2 separate regions of the Mus musculus genome follow, and region 2 is linked to region 1. The links are chromatin contacts, called in public promoter capture Hi-C maps. All regions are on one chromosome and are shown on one strand. Each heading gives the region's core, a stretch centred on a gene start, on an enhancer-like site or on the middle of the called end of the contact. The rest is flanking DNA. Distances are from core to core; before and after follow the strand shown.

Region 1 (3,420 bases), core at 350-2,849:
GCTCTCATCTTGAAGGGGATAAAAGATAGCCATTTTGAGTGGTTGTGGGCCAGGAACACAGGTTTAGGTTAGCCCAAATTCCATGTTCCAATGTAGAAGCTGTTTTATGAACTTGGTAGTTTTATAGGATGATTAAGGCTGAAATCGAGGCAGATTTAAAATACATTGGTGGGTACCTCAGGGAGGCAGGGGCAGTGGAATGGGAGGAGCCGTTTTACAGGTGGAAGATGCTATCTGATGATATCCTGGGGCTGGTAGAAGCTAGTGCTCTGCTAAGTCAATAGATTCCAAAAGATTTCTGGTAGTCACAAGATGTTAGTTCCAACACAGATACAGGCAAGAAATGGCAGTTCTGGAAGGCTAGAACTAGTCCAAGATAAAGTAATAAGGTAAGTCTCTCCACAGTACTATACTTCTAACCAGTCAGTCTCTGCAGCCATAGCTTCTTTCTGGAGATTTTGTTCACAAAGACAAGGAGCAATGGGTGGCAGCTGGCAAAGCAGGAACCCATCCCCCGCCCTCCGTATTCTGCTAATCGCTGAACATCTCAAGGCTTCAAGTTTATTATAAAACTGGGGGAATAATTCTAACCTCCTCTGGTAAAGAAGTCCGGAAGGCCACATGAGGTCACTACTGTGCAAGTGAACTAAAATGTAAAACCATCTATCTGAATCCTCAGACCGCAGCAGCTCCTTCATGTGATTTACAAAGAAGGCCTTTTCCTTTACCTGAAGAAGACTTTGTGCCAGTCTTAATGCAGTTAGTTTAGCAGGGAGCAAGGTGAGGTTTTAGTCTCTACTTACACTTTTGTTGACCATTTGAGAATGAACTGTAGCTCAAAAGGCCAAAAACCAAACAAACAAAAGGAAAAACAAAAACAACCTCCCCCCCCCCCCAAAGCCTGTAGACAGCAGAACTCTGAGCTCACCACTTGGGTCTCCTGCATAATGACTACAGAAAGCATGCGTCTCGGGAGATGATCATCGTCATCATCTGGAGATGATCTGTGCCGTGCCTTATCAGTCCCAGATGCTCAGCCTTCAGCTGGAGAAAGGAACATCTATTGGACACGGTGACCTCACTGGTTTAGTTCACCACATGTAGGAGCTGATTGATGAGTTGTTCTGCTTTCATGTTCCTTTTCAAGAGCCAAATAACTACATTTACAAAATCTGGATTTTTTTTTCCCCACTGCAAATAATCAAATGAAGTCATGCTACCCTTGCAAAAATGTGAAAAGCAGTATTGGAAAGGTGCCGCAAACAAAAATAAAAACAAGACGCCAGATACTACCATTCCAGAAGTGATGGGAAAGGGCTGAAGGCAGTATGTGTAGAAAACAAGACAATCAGGCTTGGGACTCAGGCACAAGGTGAGACTGTTCTAAACCACAGGTCAGTGGGCGGAACTCAGAGTAGAACAGTTGATGGAATACAACTGTCTGCAGTTCTTCCAGGTAGAGGATACTTCCTGTCGTTTGCTTAAATTTCTTTACTTCAAAGTGTTTGTGGGAGCAGAAAGACACATTAGCTGAGTGTGTCCATTCTGTGCTGGGAAGGAAAGAAGGGGAGAGGCATGGGTTCAGGAGATCCGGCTGTGTTTAAAAGCCCTCAGCACACAAGGAGATAGCTACTTGTATGGAGAGCAGTTTCTGGGTACAGCTCACAGAGAAGGACGCTCTAGGAGAGCAGAACTGGGGACATAGGAAGAGCCAAGACTATCTAAAGCTGCTTACAAGTGTAGGTAAGCCACGTCAGGGTCGGGTACCTCAGAGAGCAAAGCCGGGGCCTCATGTATTCTAGGCAAGATCTCTAGCAGCTGAGCCACATCCACAGCCCATTCAGTTTCATTCTCTTGAAATTTCTTTCTCTCCTCTTCTTTAAAACAAAAACAAGCTCTGGCAAGTTTTTACTAAAGGAAATCTTTCCTGGTTTATCTCACCAGTCTGCTCTGGCAAGCTTCTAACAACGTCAGAGTCACTTGAGTCAATGACAGCCAGTGTGCACACTCTGCAGTATTTTCCACATGCTGTGCCAATGTAATGTTATTGCCACTGTAATGATGGATGCTAGTTTTTGGCCAAGATAAATTCTATGTGAGATTTCCTCAGCGCTGGGTGACTGTTGAGCAAGAAGGCCAACCGTGCCCTTCCCCGAGTCCTCGGCTTCAGAGTCTGCTCACACACAGCATGCACTTTCCACGTTTCATAACAAGTTTAACAATTTGGAGCCCAGAGCTGTTGACTGCAAAGACTGTAACTTCCTTTCAGCTACATCTTCCTGCCTTAGTTCTGGGATGGCCCCCAACCAAGAGCGGCTGCCAAAATAGCTGGAGCCTGAGAAAGCCGTACTGCATTTCTTCCCTAACCACAAATAGAAATACAAATGACAAGATGTAGCAGAGGCCTGGGCTGACTGCACATTTCTGCAGCTTTACTTTAGGAGTGAGAACGAACCCATTTCTCTTTCAGTTCATTTTTATTCCTTTTTGGGAAAAGGGTAATAATAACAAGCAAAATAAATCTGGGATAAAAATGGACACAATGCTTCCTAGAGCAAGGTTGTCTCTAAGAATTTCTCTGTACTCATTTGGCTTAGCTACTCTCTTTGGTGATTCGAGAATAATTTCTGTTTAAGAATCGGTGGGCGGGGGCTAGAGAGGATGGAGTGGCATCAAGTTTCCTCACTGATTACTCAGACAAGGACCAGCTTACAGTCACTTCTGTTAGCCACTTTCCAATCCTCAAGACCCACACAGGAATGGGGAATGTGAGGAGAAGGGGCAGAAGAAGTGTTCAAGAAAGAGATTCATTTCCTTAGGTAGGTGGAGTAACGGGGAGAATTCAGTGGAGTACTCAAGGTCTATTTTGCTGGCGTTGGCCAACCATGGCAGGGGCCAGAGTTTATCTCTACATCACGCCTTCATTTTCCTCTTCTTCTTCAGGCAAAATGAAGGTGACACTGGTGCATCTGTTGTTCATGATGTTGCTGCTGTTGCTAGGCCTAGGGCTGGGGCTGGGCCTGGGCCTTCACATGGCAGCTGCCGTCCTGGAGGATCAGCCACTGAATGAATTTTGGCCCAGTGACTCCCAGAATACTGAAGAGGGAGAGGGCATCTGGACCACAGAAGGTCTGGCACTTGGCTACAAAGAAATGGCACAACCTGTCTGGCCAGAAGAGGCTGTCCTCAGTGAAGATGAAGTGGGGGGAAGCAGGATGCTGAGGGCTGAGCCCCGCTTTCAGAGCAAACAAGACTACCTTAAGTTTGACTTGAGTGTCAGGGACTGTAATACCATGATGGCACACAAGATAAAGGAGCCTAATCAGAGCTGCATAAACCAGTACACGTTCATCCATGAGGACCCAAACACAGTCAAAGCTGTCTGTAACGGTTCCCTGGTTGACTGTGACCTCAAGGGGG
Region 2 (3,376 bases), core at 210-2,709, 910 kb after region 1:
TCAGATCACCAGGACACCTAAAGCAGGGAAGGGAATTCAACCATAATTGAGTTTGAATGTGTTTTTAACATTTTATTAAGAAATGAGTACAGATTCACAAGAAGTCAGTCTAAAAAGGGGCTCATGCGCCCCCTGCCCAGTTTCCCACAGTGGTTTTTACACAGAACATGACTGGGGCTGGGACTGCCTCTTCCCCTGTCACCTGAGTGAAAGAGATAAGGGGGTTCAGAGGGACCGAGGGACCTTGGAAAGGACAAGAACGATCATTTGAAATTGTGGGGGGCCAAGGTGAGAGAGATGGAGGACAGTGGTTGGAAACAGGCAGGCAGCATGGCTAACGTTGGTTGGGAAAGTCAGGGAAAACAGTACTAGGCTCCATGGTGGGAGGAGGGGAGAAGGATGGGTTATATGAAGGGAAAGGGGAAATCACAGATTAGTACAGGCTGGAGACTGGGGGCTGTGGGAAAGGGAGGCAAACGGGCCTGAGGTTCTTATTGCCGGAGCGTGGCAGGAATTGGAAGGGAACTTGAGGTTGCGGGAGGTGTGGTGGGGGTGGAGGACTGGCTGACACTAAAAACAGGCCTAGGGAGAGATACTGGAGCTGGGTGCCTGTTGCCATGGTGTGATCTGGGGCCTGGGCCTCCCTCCAGGAGTCGGGATCTGACCCAGCAGATACACAAGCACTGCCAGCTGGACACAGTCTGCTTCTTGGGTGGGTTTCACTGTCACTGGGAGAGGAAGGCTCATGGTGGGGGCCATGAGAAGGCGAAAGAGCCTGAAGGAGGGCGGGGTTCTGCTTCAGATGTCAGGAGGAAGACTTGCAGACAGACTCAGAGTTTGGGAACGGGCCTTCGTGTGGCATGTAGAGGCCTGTAGTAGGTGGGACTAGTTTGAGAACTAAGTCCCTAGTAGAGACCAATGATACCTATAGGCTCAGCATCATGCTTGCGGGAGCAGAGCAAGTACAGCCTTTGGTTGGTCAGGGTGCTGTTATAGCTACAGCTGGTTGGTGCCTGTTGATGAACCAGGGTGCAGATTGTGACGGGGAAGGAGTTCTGAGTGAGGGTGCAGTACTCGTTGTAGTTTTCACAGAAGCTCTCGCTGTATTTACAGAACTTCTGGATGTCTTCCAAGGGGGCGTGGACCACATAGTGGATCTTAGGGCAGTACCAGTCCTGCAGTTTGCCTCTCACGTAGGCCATGAGGCCATTACAGTATCCGTGGAATCCCTTTGGGTAGTTAACCATGGGGTAGTCAACATGTAAGGTTCGGAAGTTCTTGATGGCCGTCTGAATTGTGATGCCTGTCACCAGAGTTGGCCGGAAGACAAGCGGGAGGACAAGGAGCCAGGCCACATCTGGTGCCATGCCTTCTGCTGGCAGGGTTAAAGTAATTAGAGGCACATTGGGCTAACGAGACCTGCCCACGCTTCCCAGAGTCTCCGGTCTTCTCCAGCTTCCCCTGTGTGCCTCCCCTCACCTCTAAGAACTGCTCAGTAGTACCTTACAGATTCTGTCACTCCAAGAAGGCAAAGTACTTGCTCAAGGTCACCCCTCAGAGCAGCCATCTACAGCCAACCCTCCTCCTATGGTTCACCACCAAAGACCGTCTCACCCAGGCCTTGGGCTGTGCAGCACAGATTCACAAGTCCAGCTGGTCCTTGGAGAAAGGGGCTTCTGATTGCTCCCTGCTTCCCAGCACTCCTTATGGTAGCCACAGAAGGAGTGGAGAACAGGCTGCCTTGGTAGTCTCTGACAGCTCTGCAGGAAGAAACCTGAAGACAGTCAGGGGAAGAGAGTGGGAGGCAGGGATGTGTCTTGCCTAAGGCCGCTTACAGCCTAGAGGTGGGTTGAGACTGAAAAGATTTCTGGATCAAGACAGTCTGGGAGGAGGGAGTGTCCTCTGGATTTGAGGAGCACTGTGCTATCTGGGTTAGGTGGGTAGGAGGAAAGAGATACTGTCTGGTCTCCATGTGGGTATCCTCAGGACATTTAGATCCAACCTCCTGGCCAGAAATCCCAAAGTTCCTGGGACCTTCTTTGATGTTTGCTCTGGCTTACAGGTCCTGCTTTTAGCAACGTGGGAGGATAGAACCATCCTTTTTTATGAAGAACAAAGTGTTTACCTTTGATGGAGGGTTCACCAATGTCTCATCCCACTTATAAGCCCCAGGGCTGTGCCCATCAGCACCGCCCACCAAGGTGGCAGGCTGAGAACAAAGAACCTCCAGGACTCCCCACAGTGCCCCTTACCAGCTGAGTGTGCCAACACCTTGCACCCTTGACTCAGGGCCTGTCAGTTCAGAGCACTGCTAGGAATCTCTGCACGCTGCCTCTGCAGCCCCAACAAGCTGGTTCTGGCTCTTGAGAGAATGTGAACCACCTGGCCTGAGCAGATTCTTGGTACTGGCTGGTGTGTGTGGCAGTTTGTCCTGCTGAGGAAAGGGCTAAGTTACTCAGCTTTTTATCAAATATCTGGATCTTCATCAAAGTCAACACAAACAAGTTTCAAGGAATTTGCCAGCTCTAACCTTTGACACCACCCCCCACCACCACCCACCACCCCCACCCGCCGCCAAGCCCTGCAGCCATGTCTCCCTAAGGGCATTCTCCACATTTACAAATTTTGGGGCCTTACTTGTGACAGGCTCTCACTGTGTATGCCAGGCTGGCCTCAAACTGCTTATCAGTCTGTCTTCGGCCTCTTGAGTGCCAAAAACAGAGAGCTATGTATCACCCTGCCCATCCCCCTGGGATGCTCTTAGAACTTTTTCACCTTCATCAGCAGAAGCAGGAGTCAGAAGCCAGACCCCTAGGTGCTCTGCGGTTCACTGTGGAGCTCACAGGAAGGAGTTGGTCTCAGGAGACATATTGGTATTCTCTCTGTGGTCTCTCACTTGCAGCCTCCTCTGGACTGGTTCTTTCTGGCTACACAAACAAGAGCCCCAAATTAAATCTCTTCTCCTTAGACTCAGTTCTCTTGTGTCTTTGTCTTTATTTTCCTGCCGCTGTGCTAAAAAGCTTGGACAGGAGCAACTTTAAGAGAAAAGGGTTTGTTCTGGTTCACATATGGAGGAGAGCCCATCAGGGTGGGCAAGCTAAGGCAGCAGGATGCTGAAGCCGCTGGTCGCATTGACCCCGCAGTTAGGAAGCAGAATGAATGAACACACGTTGCTGCTTAGCTCCTCTTCTCCATCCATACAGTCCTGGGTCCCAGCCAGGAAACAGCAACTGGGTTTCCCCACCTCGATTCTTGCCATCAGGATCGTGCCCCAAAGGCACGCACAGAATCTTATCTCCCAGGCAATTCTAGATTCTACTATGTTGACTTGAGCACTAACCATCATGGCTGTGTGCCTGCTTCCTCAGTTTTCTGT

What was found. Promoter capture Hi-C pulls out the DNA fragments that hold promoters and counts their contacts.
Region 2: a promoter capture Hi-C map of liver shows a contact between it and region 1, with 4 times the contacts expected there. The contact joins the promoter of Rnase13 here to the promoter of Rnase10 in region 1. A contact is called at or near these places in 2 of 39 promoter capture datasets (hippocampal neurons and liver).

The regions. Positions count from the first base shown.
Region 1 is chr14:51,006,330-51,009,749 of GRCm38.p6, forward strand. It overlaps Rnase10 (ribonuclease, RNase A family, 10 (non-active)), which reads left to right and starts at 1,600. Exons shown (of 2, transcript NM_029145.3): 1 at 1,600-1,743; 2 at 2,944-3,420. The coding sequence starts at 1,638.
Region 2 is chr14:51,921,314-51,924,689 of GRCm38.p6, forward strand. It overlaps Rnase13 (ribonuclease, RNase A family, 13 (non-active)), which reads right to left and starts at 1,460. Exons shown (of 1, transcript NM_001011687.2): 1 at 847-1,460. The coding sequence starts at 1,367. The coding sequence ends at 906.